3 separate regions of the Gossypium hirsutum genome follow, and regions 1 and 2 are each linked to region 3. The links are chromatin contacts, called in public Hi-C maps. All regions are on one chromosome and are shown on one strand. The core of a region is the stretch at or near the end of the contact, and the rest is flanking DNA. Distances in the headings are between cores, read along the strand shown. Region 1 holds the start of LOC107922424 (lysine histidine transporter-like 6). Region 2 holds the start of LOC107894165 (transcription factor HHO3). Region 3 holds the start of LOC107894163 (AP2/ERF and B3 domain-containing transcription repressor RAV2).

What was found. A called contact is a pair of places that touch in the nucleus more often than the background predicts.
Region 1: a Hi-C map of leaf shows a contact between it and region 3, with 3 times the contacts expected there. The contact joins the promoter of LOC107922424 here to the promoter of LOC107894163 in region 3. A contact is called at or near these places in 10 of 34 Hi-C or Micro-C datasets (callus, fibers, hypocotyl and 3 more).
Region 2: a Hi-C map of leaf shows a contact between it and region 3, with 2.7 times the contacts expected there. The contact joins the promoter of LOC107894165 here to the promoter of LOC107894163 in region 3. A contact is called at or near these places in 3 of 34 Hi-C or Micro-C datasets (all in leaf).

Annotation. Positions count from the first base shown.
Region 1 is chrA13:10,351,139-10,355,470 of Gossypium_hirsutum_v2.1, reverse strand. LOC107922424 (lysine histidine transporter-like 6) reads right to left here and starts at 2,776. Exons shown (of 7, transcript XM_041084866.1): 1 at 2,545-2,776; 2 at 2,324-2,463; 3 at 1,926-2,227; 4 at 1,344-1,820; 5 at 1,141-1,232; 6 at 960-1,028; 7 at 586-861. The coding sequence starts at 2,640. The coding sequence ends at 763. It overlaps LOC107932400 (a long non-coding RNA gene), which reads left to right. Exons shown (of 2, transcript XR_005907465.1): 2 at 187-548.
Region 2 is chrA13:10,219,549-10,223,923 of Gossypium_hirsutum_v2.1, reverse strand. It overlaps LOC107894165 (transcription factor HHO3), which reads right to left and starts at 2,723. Exons shown (of 5, transcript XM_016819384.2): 1 at 2,232-2,723; 2 at 1,925-2,148; 3 at 1,508-1,835; 4 at 1,343-1,419; 5 at 749-1,255. The coding sequence starts at 2,361. The coding sequence ends at 902.
Region 3 is chrA13:9,947,856-9,952,618 of Gossypium_hirsutum_v2.1, reverse strand. It overlaps LOC107894163 (AP2/ERF and B3 domain-containing transcription repressor RAV2), which reads right to left and starts at 1,312. Exons shown (of 1, transcript XM_016819382.2): 1 at 1-1,312. The coding sequence starts at 550.

The DNA.
Region 1 (4,332 bases), core at 1,527-4,026, 400 kb before region 3:
ATCGTTAAGCATTATTAAAAATCGACAAAATGATATGACTGGAAGAGCGGCCATCGTTCAAAACTCAAATGGATTCCAACTGTTGTCCATTCATAGCTTCAAATTTGCTACCAAACTTCAGGCTAGAATTTTTATCCTCTACGCTGTTCTTTTGTCCCTTAAGTCTCACAATATTTCTTCTTGTAGGTTGCTGGACAGAGACAAAAAATGAACCAACATTATTCTTGGATGCACCAAAACAGTGTGGAAACTTGAACCACCATTCAAAGATGTCCAAAATCTCTTCCAATTTGTCACCATTAGTCAGAAACTAGAGGGCAACCACATACTAAGAAGAGAAACAGTGAAATGGGCAACATGTGCTTTGAGAGCTTGCATTAGTTTCTCCTTGCCATAAATGCTCTTCCTTGATAATGTACCAAAAAAATAAACTAAAACTAAAAGCTAGCCAATGATAAGTTGAAATGTTAGTGAGTGTGTGTATACGAATGTTGCAAAGTCTCAGCCAGGGTTTTGATGAATGGTAAATGATCAGTCCTTTTCTTCAATCAATTTCTTTGTTTACATTCAAATGAAAAAAATAAATTAGGTAAACTGTCTTTGGATTTATAAGTTTTAACCACTTTATGCTATATATATATAAAACTTGCTCAATTTATATAAAATCACTAGGACATTGAGTGGCTTGAAGGTAAAGCAAGTATTTGATCAGTGGATTCACATTAATACATCCATCTGAAACAACATGCAATGCTCATTCATTCATGTATAAAAACTGTATGTTGAAGCATCTGCTATGATATTCCTTAAACCTCCAATTGTTGATGCCATCATAATGAACACTCCTACAAATATGCACCCCTGAAATATATTTACATATAGAAGAAAACACCCATTATTATCAGCAAATTTACGTATATGTATTTATATATATATATATGTAATGAAAAATCCATTACCCAATTGATGAACCAATTGAGGCTGAACCTTTTTGGTTTCTTGATCACCAACCACATTATGCTGGGAAGCTGTAAGCCAAAAATTTTGATGACAGATATAAATTTAAGTGAGTTGCAGATAGCAATACTGAATTGAAATCAGTTATATATGTTTATATGTGTGTGTGTGTGTGTTGCTTACAAAATATGAAGTGGGAGCAAAGCCAAATCCACCAAAGAAACCCAGAAGATCTCCAAAGAAAGGGAAAGTGACTCCTATGAACAGGGTAAATGCTGCAAACATCCAATATCCATTGTTCTTATAATTAACTAAAATATCTAACTCATTTTATAACTTACGGACGGTCGTGTAAGTAAAGTTGGTTCAAATAGAGGAAACCTCACCTACATAAGTAGATCGAGTTATGAGCCTGAGAGCAATCCCTGGTGGGAAGTTGAGCCTTTTGATCATCATGTTCTCCAGCAGGTCAAACACAGGCATAGCATAAACCTGGTAGCTTCCAATGACATGAACAACCACCATCAAGTTAGCACAGGCTATGAGCCATGCAGGTTTCTTGAGTGCCATAAGTACATTATCATCGACATCTTGACCGAATGCCCAGTATCCTATCATGGCTACTGGAAAGTAGCATATGGCATTTATGAAATAGGCTCCGAGTGCACCTTTCCACATCGGTATTTTCGAAGGCCTTTCTGGGGTTGATGGAATTGTGGCCTGAATTTCAAGGGCAACTGCATGACCAGCAAATGCAAATGAAATTTGGCCTAGTGCATTGAACACTCGAAACATGAAGTCAGTCGGACTTGTGCTCTTATAATCATAGCTCACACCATCGATCTGACCGTGACTCAAGGAACCTGCCCAGGCTATGGTTGAATAACTCAGAGACATAACTGCTGCAGCTAATGAAACAGCAGCAACTGAATTGAAATTGGGAAGCTGAGACAGGAAGAAATGGGTACCACCAAAAATCAAGATCCAGTAGGACTGCCTGAGCTGTGTGCAGCTGGTGCAGGCAATCTCCATGAACTTTTTGAGGCATTTCCCTCCTGTAACCATGTACACAATGTCACATCCAACTTGAACAATCAGCTGCTGAGGCAACACTACCCATCCTCCGAGTTTCGGTCCAAAAGCATATCGCCCGAGGTCAATGTATCGATCGAATCGAGTTCCAGGGACACACTCATGCAGTTGTATCATCTGCCACATTGTATTCAAGGTCATGCACCATGATAATACCAGAACCATTGTTCCTGGACCCCTAAGATCAGAAAACAGAAGGTTAGTAAAAAATTTCCCAACTTGTCTCAACTAAGCCTTTTTGTTGAATTGAGTTTTAAGTTCCAGCATTGCATACCATCCTAGATAGGCCATGGCATAGGGCAAGCTGAGGACACCTGCACCTATCATGGCCGTGACAGTGTGAAAAGTGGAGTACCACCATTTGGCTCTGCGAGTAGGATCACCTTCTGCCCATTTCCTGATGGATTGAACTTCCTGTTAGAATCAAAATGGAAAAGTAGTCAATTAGTGTTGGCCATTGGCCAGGTAATACAAGCTAACTCATCATGTTCTCACCTTTGGAGGAGATGTTGAAACCATTCTTTGCAAAAAGTATTGAATTGGAAGATTGAGATATCTCCTGAATGTAAGGAGTTGGGTTATCGTCACCATGTGTTTAAGTAGAGGACTTGGGACTTGTTAGTGGTACATGATTTACTTTGCTTCATGGAATAAAGTTAAGAAAATGACATCCCATTTACTTTGGTTAGCTCTTTTTCTCTTTTTGTGATATTTCTTCTGCCATTTCCCTCAAAACCTTTTATCCCAACTTGTTAAAACAGCATCTTAATCTTATAACAAAGTAACGCAATTGTTTATTTAACCCTTTTCCTTTTCTGAAACGAATATCTTTTTCCATCTCTCAAGACCCTCTCCTACACGCCCTTAAAAGCCCCTAATAAAATTGAAGGAAAAACCGATGCATACAATTTATGTGTATTTAGCACTCTCCAAAAATAATTAATTAGTTGGGAAAATATGAATGGGAAACTAACAGGATCCTTGGTTTTACTGGAGTCACAATTTATCAAATGATTACAATAGAATGATATGATTCATCTGCAAGTTCCACAGTCATATAGTACCAAATAAATTCTATTTTGATAATAAGCAAGTGGCTCTAGCATTTTTGTTATTGGAAAGAAATTTTCAAACTCTGATTCTTAATTTCTTTTGTTCTCAAAAGTATGTATATTTTGATATAATATGTGATGTTGGAGGTTGGAAGCGGTTCATATAGTGTGTAGAGAGTTGCTAGCAATGGTTCCGGAGAGTTTGGAAGAAAATGGAAGGTTCTGATAAGATTTTGACACAATATTAGTATGTAAAGTAGATTATTAAAGACTTATGAGGATGTGGATCCTTGAACACATGTCCAACTACTTGGGGTTGGTGATAGTGTCATAGATATGATAAAATGTAATTTCACCGTATCGTGGAGAGTTGATAATAAAATTATGATGGAGGTAATAAAAAGTTTGGTTTGCGTAGTAAGCATATAATAAATTACATCAGATGGGGAGTTTTTTTTATCCGATCAAAGTGGTTAACTTAACAAGGTATCTCATAACAAAAACAAATAAAGTTAGAGACCCAAGGAATGAGAAGTGGAATGAGAAGTGACAGCTTTGGACTTATGGCGACAGAGACTGAATTATTCTACTCCACCATGATGCAAGTTAAGGAATAAAAGGACTTTTTAATGGCTGGCAAGTAGCAACACGAAGCCCTACTAGAAACTTCCTATACTTTAGCAAAAGGACATCGTTGGCTTTTCTGCATTTTTTACGAGCTTTTGGACCCTAAGCCAATGACGGGAAGTTTTATTGGTTGGTGCTTTGGATCAATCCCAAAATCATTATACTTTCTTTCTATGTAGCTTTATGGTAGAAATTAAGGCCATAGGTTCTGAAATAATGATTAAAGCAAGGAGGCTGCTTGTTTATGGGAAAGTTTGGTACGGGTCACTGTCTTTATTTTGAGGTGTCCCCACTCCCCCCCCCCCTCTGCCATTGGAGGCCGGAAGCTGAATGCAAACAAAATTTCAATGATAACATAAATATTTTCACTAATCTTTCATTCAACATTGTCGTCATTTTGACATCATAGTGATCCAAATGAATCTAGACTAGATCTTTTCTAATGGTTCAATCTACAGGGAAGTTGCTTTTTCTTCATATAGGCTGGTCTGATCCCTTGCAGTAACTTTCCAACAATTTTGTATTGTATGTGTAGTTTAAGCTTTCTGGCTTCTTATTCAGTGTCTACCTCAGTGGACATTGACCTTTTGTTTTTTCCCACCTT
Region 2 (4,375 bases), core at 1,474-3,973, 270 kb before region 3:
CCCCTTCTGGCCTCTCCTTCAAGATAACTTAAACTAATATGGAATATACTTTGGACAATTATGATACGACAACATCTCAATTTGCTTTCTAAACAATAACTAATACATCAATCCGTTTCATTGCTCAATTTTATTCTTCAAGAACCAGAATATTCCCCCAACTCCTATGCATGCATGCCTCTCATTATAAACACCATACCTTTTGTTTACCCTTATTTTCACTCTCAATATATATTTTTGGACTATGCTAAATACACATTGGAAACTTATTATATTGGTATTGCTGGTCATCTAATTTTTAGTTTTTTTTTTCACAAATTTTCTTTTATAGTCATGGACAAATAGATAACTTTACAGTTTTTAAAATTGACATAATAACAATTTTAACCCTTAATATTTATATACTGTGTCAATTTAGTCTTAATTTTACAAAAAAATTAACCATGAACATTTACATATTACATAATTTAAATTTTTCTTTTTATAATTTTACTTTTATTTTGTAATATTCGAGGTTAGTTTTAATAGAACTAGAGAAGATAGAAATTATTACATTAGATTTTTGGATATTCCTATTTTTTATATATTTTGGATCAATTTAGTTGATAAATTTAAAAAAAAATTTAGGTGAAGGGGTAAAAAAAAAGTAAATTTCACAAAATGTAAATTTGAGAGTTAATTTTTTTAAAATTAAGAATAAATTAACATAATATATAAATATTGAGATTTAAAAAACTTGAGTAAGTAATTTACCCAAAAAGGATGCTTTGCTTTTATTAAACAAGGATGATATACACTGAACAAAGCGCAAGAAGATGTAAAAAAAATGCCAAAAACTCGGTTATTTTCATATAGAACTTTCTACTAGAGGTAAAAATGAAAAAAATGTACAGTAAGATAACTAAAACGCAGGGAACCCATCTGTTGTAGTATGAGTAGAGGAAGATGTTGATGGTGAATTTGAGTGAACTCTCCCTTCACTATGACTACCTCTATCTTCAGATTGTGATCGTTGCAGTCTTTGCACTGATGGTTTAGCTAGCGTCGGCAACGGGACGGCCACCGGGGCATAGACTCCGCTGTTCGGACTTGGAGTCACACTGGTTTCCCCTGATACTACTGCGGTTGTCGCCACCGAGGCATATTCTTGTGGAGGCACCCATATTCCTCCAACCACCACAAATTGAGGTGTTTGTGGGTTGTTGCCATTGCTGTTGATACTAGGGCTTGGTCTCCTTGTGTGCAATCTATATTTCTGAAACAAATAAACCGATCATTAGCTATATATGCCACCCTAAATCTAGCAGTTAATGAGTTAAATCAGTACAGAACAATTACAAACCTGTAAATGGCTTTTAACTTCATCATTTGTAAGTCCATCAACCTTCATCAGCTCCCTAATCTGCTTAGGCGTAGCCACTGCAAAAACAAATTCCATTTACATAAACAACAACAACTACTACAAAGAAATCGAAATAAATTGCACACTGCAAATGACAAAACTCACCATGTGAACCACCGAGTTGCTGAAGAGCATGCAAGAAGCGTTTATGCAACTCCGACGACCAACACCGCCTTTGCTTTCTCTGAGGCGGCTGCTGCTGCTGCTGCCCTTTCTCTACTTTTTTATTAGTATTTCCATCGTCAGCTGCTATTCCTCTGCTCCCACTTTCTGTCGTAGAAGCACTCGTAGTAGTGGTTGCTGTAGCCGAAGCATTGCCTTTTCCTACTGCTTCAACGCTCTTCTTCTCTACATTACCTTTTTCTTTATGGAACGGCTGAAATGCTCCACCATTTCCCTTCATTTGTACCCCACTTCCAGTTTTACCCACATCCTAAAAAAAAACCCAAATTTTGTTAAATATTTTCTTTTGCAATTAAAGAAAAAATCCCCCCCCCCAAAAAAAAGAAAAGAAAAGGTTACCTCTTTGGAGGGTGGATTCCATAACTGAACAGATCTAAGCCAATCAGATTTCTTTTTATCAGCAGCAGCAACATTCTCATCATCATCATCATCGTCTTCCTCAGAGCAATTACAGCTTCTTTTGATGGGGATAAATTCTTCCAAAACAGGACTGTCACTCGATGTCTGTTCCGAACACTCCGATTGACCTTGCATGTACATCTCTTTCTTGCATGACTCAATAGCTATTAAAAAACACACACCCAAACACAAATTTTAGCAAAAAGGAAAAGAAATTAAATGAATGGTCAGTGGAGAACGCACAAACCTTGGGTGACAAGCTCAAAACACAAAGGAAGTTCACGTTGAAAGACTTGGATTTTTCGTCGTTCCTCTTCTAAAGCTTCCACATATTCATGGCATTTGCGCATTTTTTGAGCGTAATCCATATCTCTCATAGCAAGGAAATTTTCTTTACTTAAAAAAGTAATTTTATTTCTTCCACACCGAGATTTTCAGAGACAGTGGATGATATAAATATATGTGAGGGGAAAGGGTTTGTTTCAAACCAAAGAGCATAGAGAGATCCGAACAAGATGAGAGATGCTAAGTCGAGGGAATTAGTTGTGATATTTTTTTTTTCTAAAAGGAAATAAAGTATAAACAGAATCATGAGGAGAATAAACTTTGGTACCAAGAAAAAGAAAAAAAATGTTTACTTTAGAGAGAGAAAATAAAAGATAACGTTATGGATCGAGGAAGGAAATTAAGCGAGAAAATGGAAGAAAGAGAAAGGGCAAAAAAAAAAACATCAAAGTCGTGCCGTCGGCCCGTCGCATAACAAGACGAATCTTTCATGTTTCGGTTTTTTGGTTAGAGAGAGATGAATATTCCAAAGTGATTCGATTTTGTCGTTTAGGGGTGAGTTGGCAGTGACGTCATCATTTAGCCCTTTCCTCTTTATTTTCAGATAAGATCAAAATCATCAATCACCCCTTTCTAAATTGGGTAAATTCACCACAAGTCACCCAATTTTTGGTTATCTTCTTTTTTGGCCACTCAATTATGATCTTTTTAAAATGGTCATCTAATTATGAATTTTTTTTAAATTGACCATCCAACTAGTTAAGATTGATTTTTTATCCATTTCCCTTAATTGCATTAACGAGTGACGTGATAGTTGAAAATTTTGTATAATAATAAATTTAGCTTTTAACTTTTACATATTATGTCATTTTAGTCATAATTTTAAAGAATTAACCCTTAAAATTTATAAATTGTCTCAATTTGATCCTAAACCTAAAAAATTCAAAAAAATATATAAAATACATAAATATTTTTAAAATATAATAAAAAATTTTAAAAATCATATAAAAATAAAAAATATTATTAAAAAAATAAATTATAAACTTTTAAAATATATAAAACTACATAAATATTTTTTAAAAATATTATATTATATTTAAATTTTATATTAATAATTATATTAATATCAAATAAAAATAAAAATAACCCTTTTCCTTTCCTCTTCCCCTACCGGCCTCCTCCCCCTCTTCTGTCCCTCTCCCTTTCTGTTAGTGTAGTATATAAAACCTGACTTCCTTCTTGGTAAGATTAAGAGCTAAAACCCCTTTCATTGCACCAAATTGATAGAGAAACTTGACCATTGTTATGACACCATTTTTTTTGTCTACACTTCTGTTGATGGTTCCTTCCCCCATCCCATTCTCTTAGGATTATGACACCATTTATTTTGTCTACACTTCTGTTGATGGTTCCTTTCCCCCTTCCCCTCTCTTAGGATTACTCGTATTTGTAAGGCATGGTTCTTTGATGGAACGTCTTAGGGGATAACTAGGTGTCGTGCATGAAGACATGTTATCCCCTTAGACCTGACACGTATCCCTTAAGGGGTTCCTTGGATTTGTAATCCTTGCCGTTATGAGAACAGGGAGGTGGTGAGCTAGGGAGTGACTAACTGGTGATCTAGCAGAAAGGTGAGCTAGATAACATCCTTTCCTTGATTGAGTCAGATTCTAGATCACCCAGGCAGACCAAATTTCGAGTTTGTGAGGTATTATATAACAAATTTGTCTCCCGCTTTTTTGAAAAAGAGTTATAAAGTGGCTTTTCTAAAACAAGTTTACACACCTTACCCGTGTAATTGAGGGCTTGTTATGTAAGCTTTAATTAAAACTTATTGAGTAAGCTTTGTTGTGAAACAGTGGCGTGCAATATTCGATTCTTTGACCGTGTCACTAATGTTGATTTGGGCTTTGATATTATTTTCTTTCATAATGTTAAAACCGCCACTTAATTTAGCATTAACATTGGGGATAACAATGGTGTATATGGTGAGTAGCATAACCAAAAAAAGGCGAACTATATGGCGAAAATACTTGTAGTATAGTGAAAATATGGCAAACTATATATCGAGCTAGCTGTACATCAAAAATTCGATGAGCAGTATAA
Region 3 (4,763 bases), core at 63-2,562:
TGGAATGTGACTCCAAGAAGGCCATTTCCATGTCATCTCCCTCGGTTTTTTCAACCTGTTTGAAGTTGGTCACGGCATCACGACCCCGAAACCTTCGAGCCGCTATGTCATAGGCTTTAGCAGCCTCGTCTTCTTCATTGAAAGTTCCAAGCCAGACACGCTGGTGTTTCTCGTATATCTGAGCACCCCATCGGCCGTTGGGTTGAGGAACGACGCCTTTGTACTTGGAAGAAGGGAGCTTCCTCGATTCTGCTTCGGTATCCAAAATCACACCGCTGTTTCGACTTCCAACCTGGCAAAGCGGAGACAAAGGTGATACGTTCATGGAATCAGTAGTAGTGCTATCGTCTATGCAACTGCTTCCATCCATTTTTGTTCTCTTTTGGATTGTAAGGTCTTGTTGTTGTGCTAACTTGTAGTTTGTGTTTGTGTGTTTTTTGACTAAGAAAATAGAGGTGTGCGTTGGGATTGTTTGAAGGTTAGATTGGTGACGACTTGCATATATTATATATATATATGTGTTGAATGAGATATGGGTAGGAAGATTCATAAAGGAAGAGAAATTGCTAAGGACTAAGGAGGTGGCCTGGAAAAAGAGGAAATGGAGTGAATAGGATTAAGTACGTGAAAGTTGTGGGCTGTGAATGTGAGGTGGGACCTGAACTGAGCAAGTTGATGGGGTTCACATGAGTGTGGACCGTGTCATTAGTTTTAGTTCATCCCCCTTTGCTGACCACCACCATGGCTGATTGCCATTTCCCATTCCCCTTTCTGTGTTAAAACATTTATTATCTGTAACTAGTAATAATATATACATATAGTTGATAATAAATCATATCTGATACTGTTGTTCCTTGATTGGATTCCCTTCAAGCATCTGGTTTGTCTTTTTGGCTATAGGTTCTTCACCATAGTTATCATCTCCTCTTCCCCTTCATAGTTTCTTCATACATGATTTATTATTATTATTAATTCCAACCAAACATTATTGACATTTTCAGCTCCAATCATACAAGTGGGGTTTCCCCTTGTTTCTTCTACGTCCCCTTTTCCCTCCTTGTTCATGCACTACGAATAAAATACGCTAATGCAAAATCAAAATACAACCATATGCACCACCCATATCATATGTACCTCAATTTGCTTAAATCTAAATGTAATGTTTGTCTTTGTACGGATTAGTTCTCGTTGCTTAGGATGAGCAGAAACAGGAGAGGACAGGACCCCCGCAAGCACTTGCAAGTTGTTTAGGGAAAACCCAGCAACGGAGCGTCTTTGGTTTTGGTTTTGGTTTTGAGGTAGGGTCCTACTTTGATGTTTTACTTGGATTTTGTCTTCATATTCCTTCTATATTTATGGAGCAATGGATAAATATTTAAAGAGAAGATAAATGACAAGGTTTGGGCGATGGAGTGAGGCAAAGTTGAACAATTCAAAATTCCAAAGATAGGAGATAATTTCACTTTAGAATAGATGACTTCGCCAAAGGAGAATAATTAGGTTGACCCATGCTGCAATGAAAATTAGTATAACTTTTTCATCTTGATTTATATTTTATATTCTGATAACTGAATTAAATGAAGCTATATCATCAAAATATATCTCAAAGTTCATATATTTTACAGATTTTGTATGTACATAACGAAATACAAGGAAATTCCAACATATACCAAGGCATTTAATTTCCATGCACAAGACACCTTAATTTCACGAGATGCCCATGCATGCATTCATTAATTTTAACATGAACTTCAATTCTCTTACCCCTGTACTATCTTGTAAATAAAATTAACTGGAGAAGGTTGAGTTATATTAGTGTAAAACTTAAATTCTATTTATATAATTAATATTTTATTAATATATATTATGATTATAAATTTTATAAAAAGAAATTTAACTATAATTTAAAAATATACTTAAAATTAATGAAGCCTTGACTTAGCAATAAGGTTATAAAATCCTAGAGCTTTAATATCTTAGTCTCCGGCTGAAGTCTCACTATATGTGTTTTTAATTTTTATATTTTAATTTAATAATAATTAAGATAAAATTTTATAACTAAAATTATACTTTGTGAATCAGTCACATATGTTTCTTAGAAAATGTAATTACATATGCTATCTAAACATAGCCATAATAAAATTATAAGATTGGAGCCCACCAATCCAATCCACGCATCCCCCTGCCACCCTCATCCTTACATCACATTATTACACAAGTTCTCGTCTCGCCTCCTTTTCTGCTTCTGTTTTTGGTTTCAATTATGAATATAAATAAATTTGCATAATTAAATTAGAGTGAAATGAGAATGAAGTTGTCTCCTTCATATTGACCAAATAATTAAATGTTATTTGGAGAATAAGGCTCCGGTAGAAACTAGAAAAAGAATATGATATAGTGGGGACTAAAAGAGAAAATATCCATATCTTAGTGTTGACACCAGATATCTTTCTTATAATTTAAACATTAAAGGACAGTTAAAGTGTAATAAGATATGAGATGAAAATAGGTTACAAATCAATAAGTCAAATAAAATTTAGGCCGGACGTCGGCTGCCAAATCCTCTTGCGGATAACCATTAAATTAATCCTTCTTACTATTTGTGTTATAATTTATTGCTTGTAATTTAGATGGAAGAGATTTTTTTTCTTATTCAGTTATTTATTTGGTTATATGACCCCTCATCTTTGTTTCGATGAAACTCAATTTTTATTTATTTTTTGGAATTTTTAATTAATTTTATTTTTATATATTTTAGCTTAAATTGGTAATTAATTACTACCATGATGAACAAATATTTGGTGAAACGGTAACTATAAATTTTGAAAAAATTAATTTTATAGAACATTCAATTAGGATGTAAATATAGAGGTGAAGCAAGTCAAGTGTTGCCAAATAATATTAAAGATTCCAAATTTGGGAGGTAGGGACAGTAGGTAATGGAGAGTTGATCCTCTTTTATCATTATACTCCAATAAACCCTTCAACACTTAAGGGGTTTGTCTTAGAAGGGTGAAGGCAGAAACATTTTTATCCTCTCTTGTTGGGATTAAATGTACTTAAATTTTGATATTCTAGTGTAGCCTAAAAAAAGAAAAAGTCTTTCTCTTCCAAATTGGAAATTCATCCCATCTTCTTCATTTGCACAAGCCAACAGGGAAAAATAAAATAGTCCAATCTGTCCTCATTAAACAATATTTGTACGGATTTCTGATTATAGATATAATAATATGGAGAGAAGGCAAAATTAATGGTCAAAACTCCATGTATTATTTTTTGGTTTCAAAACTTCAAATTTGTATATGGTTTGCAGTTGTCAAGCTGAAATCTGTCCCCAAAAACCAACAACAAAAAACATGCATACATAAGGAAAGAAATTTGTACTTAAAAACTGTCATGTTTTTAAAAATAGAATATCACAGTTTGCATTAACACTACTATTTTAATTACTTGGGATTAATTAAAGGTTGATGTCAATGCAGTTTTAATGATCTCTCTATTTTTCCCACCTTCAAACTTATTCAATTAATGAAGGTAGGCCTCACTTTTCCTTCTTCAATTCCACACCCAATTTTGTTTGTATTTATGATACAGTGGATAATTTTTTTTTAATCTTCAATTATTGTATTTTTTTAATGATTTAAAATAAATAAAACTAAAATATATTTCAATTTCAAAAATCCTCATTTCAGGGGATAAAATTTCTATTCACTTTATAAGTTTTATTTGAATTCCTCATTTTTTTTTCAATTTTATGCAATTTTTATGGAAGAAAATAATTTTTTTTTCAAAAATAAGAAAAGATAATAAACCTAAAATGCATTAAAAACTCATTCGAATGACAAAGAGTAAAGAATAAAGAAAATGGGAGAGCAAAAGAGAGAGCTTATTTTATTGATCAATTGGAATGTTTACAATTCTTCTCCAAAGTCTCTATTTATAGGCATAAGAAATATAAATGAAGTAGAGATCTACTTCTAATCACTATTACAATTTAAAGTACATCAAAATTTATCTTGATCTTAATGAATATCCACTTAATAAGATATTCATAACACTTCCCATTGGATGTCTATGGTAGATAATGTGTCTCGCTAAAACCTTACTAAGATAAAAATTCTATGGGAAAAAATTCCTAGTGAAGGAAAAAGAGTACACATATCTATAATACACATAATATGATGCCTCGTTAAAAACCTTATCAGGAAAACCTAATGGGACAAAACCTCAATTAACGGAAAAAAATTACAGCGCGTATTTACTCCCCCTCACGAAAACATCACATACTTTCCCATATTCTAGTATTCAATATTGAATACTAGTTTTTCAAATGACCATTTGAAAGTATTTGCTAAGCATTTATATCATCATTCTTTTGAAGTTGTGAGTGAAAATTTTGGAGAAATATATTTTGATCTCTTCAGAAGTATCAATAATAATCATAGCAAAATTTAATCATGAGTTTCCTATAAAAACACAAATATGTATTTTGGATTATTTTATAATCTTCTTTCAACTACTATTCACTGAATCAAACTTACCACATATGTTTAAATTATTTCAATTCATATAAATGAACAATTTTCCGAGAATTTCAATATGCTTCTAGCATTCTAAATCCTTCAAGGATTTTAATATAAACTTTACTATATAGTGATTCATAAAAGGTTGTAATAACAACCATTAGATGCAAGTTAAATCTATTATGAACTATCAGCTTAATAATATATCTAAAGGTTATTGCATTCACCATAAAATAATAT